2 separate regions of the Sus scrofa genome follow, and region 2 is linked to region 1. The links are chromatin contacts, called in public Hi-C maps. All regions are on one chromosome and are shown on one strand. The core of a region is the stretch at or near the end of the contact, and the rest is flanking DNA. Distances in the headings are between cores, read along the strand shown. Region 1 overlaps MCC (colorectal mutant cancer protein). Region 2 overlaps MCC (colorectal mutant cancer protein).

Region 1 (3,286 bases), core at 674-3,173:
TGGGGAAGCTTCAGAGTCAGTGTAGGGATTTGCACAGATTGGTGCTCACAAAATGCTTTTGGAGGAGGGGAATTTAAACTGAGACTGAAAAGCTGAGAGGTGCATCCATGCCATGAGTTACTGCTGGGTCTCCTCTTCAGCGGCTGGCCCCCAAGGCTTTGTCTCCAGCTTGCCACACTTCTCACTCTGCATGTCAACTTTCACGGCTGGCTTCAGTAACTATCTAAACAACATGATGTCTCCCAACTGCTTTTCTTCAGCCCAACCTCTTCTGGCTTATGTATAACTACTGTCTTCCCAGCGACTCCACCCAGATACTTCCAGATGTCTCAAACTTATGGCCAAACAAAACACAAGACCTCAACCTACCCCCAACCCTCCCCCAAGCAAAACAAAGCCAAAATCAGAGCAAATCGACCTGGTCCTTTTTCCTTTGCTCCCATATTGGTGACTGGCTCCACTGCCCATCCAGTGTGCAAACCCAACACTTCGAAGACACCTGCACATATGTACCTCCTCCTTCACCCTGTTTCCTATCCTTCAGCAGATCTTGCCAATTTTATACCTTTTCTACAACTCCTCTGCTTTTCCACATCTCAGCTGCCACCACCTTAATCCTAGCTACCCTTTTGCCCACTTAAGAGTTTAGCAATGGTTTCCTAGCTGACCTCCCCCATTCACTCTTTCTTTTTTTTTTTTTTTTTTTTTTTTGCCTTTTTTAGGGCCGTACCTGCACATGGAAGTTGCCAGGCCAGGGATCGAATCTGAGCTACAGCTGCTAGCCTACACCACATCCACAGCAACTGGGGATCCAAGCCAAGCCTTCAACTTATAGCACAGCTCAGGGCAACACCGGATCCGAAACCCACTGAGCAAGGCCAGGGATTGAACATGCTTCCTCATGGTTACTAGTCAAATTTGTTTCCACTGAACCACGAGGGGAACTCCCCCCCATTCACTTTTGATCCACCAATTCTTTCTCTTCACTCTGGTGTGACTGATTCAAAATGCAAATCTGATCATCTCATTCCCCCGCCTCCAACTACTAAAATCATTAAGTTGGAGTTCCTATTGTAGCTCAGCGGTACAACAAACCTGACTAGTATCTATGAGGACTTGGGCGCCATCCCTGGCCTTACTCAGTGGGTTACGGATCTGGCATTGCCATGAGCAGTGGTATTGGTTGCAGATGTGGCTTGGATCTGGTGTTGCTGTGGTTGTGGTGTAGGTCGGTGGCTACAGCTCCGATTTGACTCCTAGCCCGGGAAACTCCATATGCTGGAGTGTGGCCCTAAACAGAAAAAAAAAAATCGTCAGTCATTTCTCGTGGATCTTTGAATAAAGGTCAGACTCTGACATACTCCCTAAGCTCTTACATGATCTGGTTCCTGCCTACCTCACCACGCCTCCCTCTCACACCTCCGTGCCCTCCATACAGGATGAATTTTTTTCACCTCCTTGAATGCACCTGTCCCCCTTCTCCTGCATCTGTCCCCCTTCTCCTGAATGCCAATTCCTCTTTTACCTACTCAATTCCTCCTCCTCCAGATCTCAGCTTAAATGTCAGTTCCTAGAGGAAGCTATCTTGGAAATCCTAAACTGAATTCCTTTGATACATGGTCATGGTGCTATGTTTCTTGATGTTATAGCACTTATATACATTTATAATTAAACATAAATGTTTAATATTTGATTAAAGTCTCTCTCCTCAATGCAACCTGAAGTTCCGCTGTAAACTGTACTATGCTTACTCTTCCTTCTTTTTCCATCACTTGTCTACATGTGAACATTTCTTAAGATGGTGCCTCTCCCCGTTTTGATTCCACACCCTCTCCACCAAAGGGATCTCCTTGCCTCATAACTTCAAAGCTTTTATCCTCAACCCCAATCTCTCTAGAGATCTAGTTAAGCATCTCCAAGTAGACCAGGGGTTTGGCAACATTTCGACTGCAACTCACAGCTGGAACATTTCACTTGGCAACTTACTGTGTATACAACACATGCAACAAAAATGTTTCGTGAAACAATGCTGTCATTCTACGTTTTTCCTTTTTGATTTCAATTAAAACATATTTTATTTTCCATATGATTTTATGACCCACTCATGGGTCATGACCTGTACTTCAAAACACACCATACCCACACGCTGTACCAGAACTGCAGCCTCAAAAGATAATACATCTATTTCCCAACTCATTTCTCAACCAAATTCCCTTACTAAAGAATATGATTATTCTCTTAGTCACCCAGGAAGAACCTATCAAAGTCATTTTGGATCCTTCTTTACCCACAAGTTGCTAAAACCCACTGGTGGTTCGTCCACTGCAATGTGTCACCATTTATTCCATCTTCCATTCCTGGCATCCCAGTTCAGATTCTACTGTAACTTGGGACCCTGCAATAGCCCTTTAACTGGTTCTCTACCTCCAGACTTTTCAGATAGAGGTGACATATACTTGAATCACAAACATCAAGGCAGACAGTGAATTCAGCATTTAGGTTCCATATTGACCAAAAAAGAACTATGTAAAGAACTGACATTCATGGCTCTTTGTTGACTCCACAAGCTCCTTGATTAATTAAATTTTAATCTAGGTTGCCTTACATTTCTAAAGTTCCTATTACAATCCAGAAACCAAACTCTGGCTTTGTGGTCATGGCAGGTAGACTCACCCATGTCTGCAGTGACCATGGTGGACTGGTTTTCAGGGATGGAGACGGAGGTCTGGTCTTGGTCCACACTGCGGGAGTCCTCATTGACCTCGTGTTGACTCTGGCTGAGTTCTGATCGCAGTTCTGAGTACTCATCTTCCTCCCTGAGAAAAAAAGGGGAGTCAGCTGCCACTGAAAGAGGTGGAGGACAAATCCCCGGAGAACCTGTCTTTTAAGGACAAGGAAAGGACGTTCACGAAGAAAACGGGCAGGTCTCTTCTCCAGGCTACATGAAGCAGGATTCCCTTCAGGCAAAATAGATGGGCACAGCAATGGCCAGTATTTGAAACAGAAGGTTTGCTTCTATGTCCATATACACACCCAAATACCAAACCAGATTCATCTAAGAGCCTATTAACACTTTCCCCCTCCAAAGATTTCCTAAAGAAATTAGATTTCTTCAGCCCCTCAAATTCTGATGTGAAAAAGAATGGAGACTGCCAGCACGGAGGCTACAGTGAGCAGCATGATTACAAGTCTGGTGAGGAGTTCCCGTTGGGGCTAGCAGTTAGCGAACCTGACTAGTATCCATGAGGACATGGGTTTGATCCCTGGCCTCATTCCGTGGGTTAAG
Region 2 (3,355 bases), core at 328-2,827, 68 kb before region 1:
GCAAGGGCAGGGATCGAACCTGCAACCCCACGGCTCCTAGTCGGATTCGTTAACCACTGAGCCTCGATGGGAACTCCGAGACCCAAGCATCTTATACGATTTGCAGATTTAGAGTCAACACCACTCAGATTCTCCATACCTACTTCCTTTTCTTTAAAGTGAAGGTAATACACTGTATGCCTCCTGAGCCTGTGGTGAGGATCAAATGAGATAAAATGTTTGGAATGATGCTCCTCTGCAACCCCGCAGAGTACTCGATAACTGTAACTTTCTCTCATTCATTCAAGAAATATTGGAGTGCTCACCATAGATCACTTTTCTAGGTCTTAGGGGAAAAAAAATATCTGCCTTCAGGAACTCAAATTTTCTTTTTTTTTTTTTTCCGAGTCATATGGAAGTTCCAAGGTTATGGGTTGAATCAGCCTACACCACAGCCATAGCCATGTGGGATCTGAGCTGCATCTTCGACCTCTATCACAGCTCACAGCCACCCCGGATCCTTAACCTGCTGAGCAGGGCCAGAGATAGAACCTGCATCCTCATGGATACTAGGTGGGTTCATCACCGCTGAGCCTCAGTGGGAACTCTGGGAACTCAAGAGTCTAACAGGGGAGATAAAGAGGTAAAATGTACAGCATATTAGGCAGTGAGACATACCAGGGAGAAAAATGATGCGCTTATGGGCAGCACTAAGGGGATCAGGTGACTCTTCCAAACAGAGTTACAGAGAAGGCCTCTGTGACTGAATTACACGTGAGTGGGCCTAAAGGAGGTAAGAAGGGGAGCTGTGTGGATATTGGATCCAGACGGAGGACCTAGCAAATGCAGAGGCCTGAGGCAGTAGGACAGCAAGAATGAGAGTGTTTCTGAATTGGAATCAGTCAGGGGACAGGGAAGAGAGCTGGTCAGAGAGGATGTGGTCCTAGGGGCAGGGGCCTGAACATGTAGGGTCTCGAAAGGGTTGTGTACTTTCCTCTAGAATTAGAACGGAAGCCACTGGAGGGTTTGTAATAGAGGAGTGACGTGATCTGCCTTTCATCTTATAGGATCCCTCTGGCTGCAGGGAGATGAGAGCAGAGGCAGCCAGATGTTTTACGGGCTATTGCAACAATTGGGAAATACAGTGGAAGCTGGGAAGGCAGGAAGGAGGTTAAAAATGATTAATCATCAGTGTCATGTGTTCCTACGCTGAGTTTTAAAGAGGACTTGATGGGAGAAGCAGTAACAGCCTCCAGTTGGGCCACTTCAGGTGCAACTGCCTCAAGAAACAAAGCAGCTCAAGAAAAGCATGAAAGAGCAAACAATACCACCAGCAGAGGGCACCAGGGAGCCAGCGGGTGTCTGAGGATGACAGCTGCCCAACAAGAGGGACTTATCCTAGGGAGAAAAAAGGTCCTTCCTTAGACATCTATGCGTTCTTTACTAAAGACCTGTTTGCTAACAGCGGCATGGCAGGCATGCCTCACACAAAACCACTCAAGAGGACTCCGAGCTCGCCTTCAAGCATTGTCAACACAATGTGGAGAAACAGATGCCTAGGGTTCCATGTGTGAGCAGCAAAACCATTTACCGCACATTCCATAGGGCTGAGTGGGGAGACGTGCTCCCAGGAGAGGCACATTTGGACAGTGCAGTGCTGGGAAATAGCAGTGCTTCTCTTGCCATGAGTTGGTAGGAGGCTTCAGTTATGAAAGCCTTTCCTGTGAAGCTACGACTCAGCACCAGAGGGTCACTCTACAACTCTAGTCCTTCTTTCCATTAAAAATTATTTTTGGGGCGATCCCGTCGTGGTGCAGCAGAAACGAATCCAACTAGGAACCATGAGGCTGTGGGTTCGATTCCTGGCCTTGCTCAGTGGGTTAAGGGTCTGGCGCTGCTGTGGCTGTGGTGTAGGCCGGCAGCTGTAGCTCCGATTAGACCTCCATATGCTGCAAGTGCGGCCCTAAAAAAGGACAAAAGACAAAAAAAAATATATATATATATACCATTTGTTTTATGTACTTATTTATTTGGTCTTTTCGGGAGGGGTGGGGGGCAGGCGTACTTGCGGCATATGGAGGTTCCCAGGCTGGGAGTCTCAAACTGGAGCTGTAGCTCCCGGCCTGCACCACAGCCACAGCAATGCTGGATCCGAGCTGCCTCTTCGATCTACACCCCAGGCCATAGAAATGCGGGATCCTTAACCCACTGAGCCAGGCCAGGGATCGAACCTGAGTCCTCACGGATACTAGATGGGTTTGTAATTGTTGAGCCATGATGGGAACTCCCAGTCATTTGTCTTAATGCACCCTTCCACTGATTCTGAGGCAGAGCCAGGCTTCTGAACAACTAGTCTACCCCACAGGATAAGTGGGTATTTGCAAAGTAGCCCGAAAGGTAATGGGACCGCATCCCAGATTCTCTAGGGAGAGGCCACTGTACTCCTGGGCTGATGTGGTGGGTCCCAGCAGTTATGAGCAGGTCTCTGCCATCAGGCAGACCCAGTAAATGTTCTTCCTCTGTCACTGCTGAGCTTATGGCCCAGAATAAATCACTAAACCTCTCTGGCCTGTGATGAAGTGGAGATACTAACAGTTCCCACATCACCAGGTTATGCAAAAGAGACAACAGGTCCTAAAGCCAGCACCCTTCTAACCCCCCACCCCCAACACACGGTACTCGTTCTGGGGGAGGAAGAGGGACAGCTGTGTCACTGGTCCCACAATCCCCAACATCAGTCCCACGCCACCTACCTAGCAGGTCCTGCAAAAAACCACTGCTCTGAGGGAGGAGCAAAGCAGCCAATGCTTGACTGGACTTGAACCTCCCCACCTCTGAACTGTCTGGGAGATATACATGTGGGTGGGCAGAAGCTGCCAGGCTCCGGGGTGTCCTGGGGCTCTCTAGGGCACCATCTCTGGCCAGGCAAGGAAGGCTTTTGTTTCACCATCTCTGCTGTGGGCAGAGTGTTAAGAAAGGAAGCAAAAGAACAAAAGGACAAAAGATCTCCCTCCAAGGATATTCTACCCCTGTGGGCAGCTCAGAGCTGCAAGATGCTTTTGCAGGGGGAAGTTTAATTTCGAGAAAAGCACCTAGACTCGCCGCCTCTCTGGCTTCCCTCCTCCGTCTTCCAGGACACCAGCAGGGGACAGATCAGGCGGGGTTAATGACAATTCTGCTTTGTGCTCTTCACGTTCCACCGCGGAATATGATTATGACAACAGTGAGAGGCGGGGAAGCCAGGGCCTTTTCTCTGGCCTCCTGCAGACAAAGACGTTGCCTGTCTCCCTGGGGGCTGCCGCTGGCTGCTGGGGAGGGTTCAGTCATCCATTAACTCTCCAGGCCTGGAATGCCGGATGAGCTCAGCATCAGGGGG

What was found. Hi-C and Micro-C count contacts between places; a contact is called where the count stands out from the background.
Region 2: a contact with region 1 is called in a Hi-C map of embryonic fibroblasts, with 2.1 times the contacts expected there. The contact joins two enhancer-like sites. A contact is called at or near these places in 5 of 47 Hi-C or Micro-C datasets (embryonic fibroblasts, fetal heart ventricle, heart right ventricle and 1 more) and 1 of 2 datasets of contacts at active chromatin or transcription factors (skeletal muscle).

What each region holds. Positions count from the first base shown.
Region 1 is chr2:116,635,503-116,638,788 of Sscrofa11.1, reverse strand. MCC (colorectal mutant cancer protein) reads right to left here. Exons shown (of 19, transcript XM_021084624.1): 6 at 2,674-2,816. Among named protein-coding and RNA genes, the nearest start is that of TRNAE-CUC, 160 kb to the left of the region's middle. Within about 2 kb of position 1,923, at least 4 of the 83 cell types and tissues checked have an H3K27ac peak or open chromatin away from gene starts, as enhancers often do. A contact at or near this core is called in embryonic fibroblasts, where this site is marked.
Region 2 is chr2:116,702,858-116,706,212 of Sscrofa11.1, reverse strand. The region is part of intron 14 of MCC (colorectal mutant cancer protein); the gene reads right to left. Among named protein-coding and RNA genes, the nearest start is that of TRNAE-CUC, 88 kb to the left of the region's middle. Within about 2 kb of position 1,577, at least 14 of the 83 cell types and tissues checked have an H3K27ac peak or open chromatin away from gene starts, as enhancers often do. A contact at or near this core is called in embryonic fibroblasts, where this site is marked.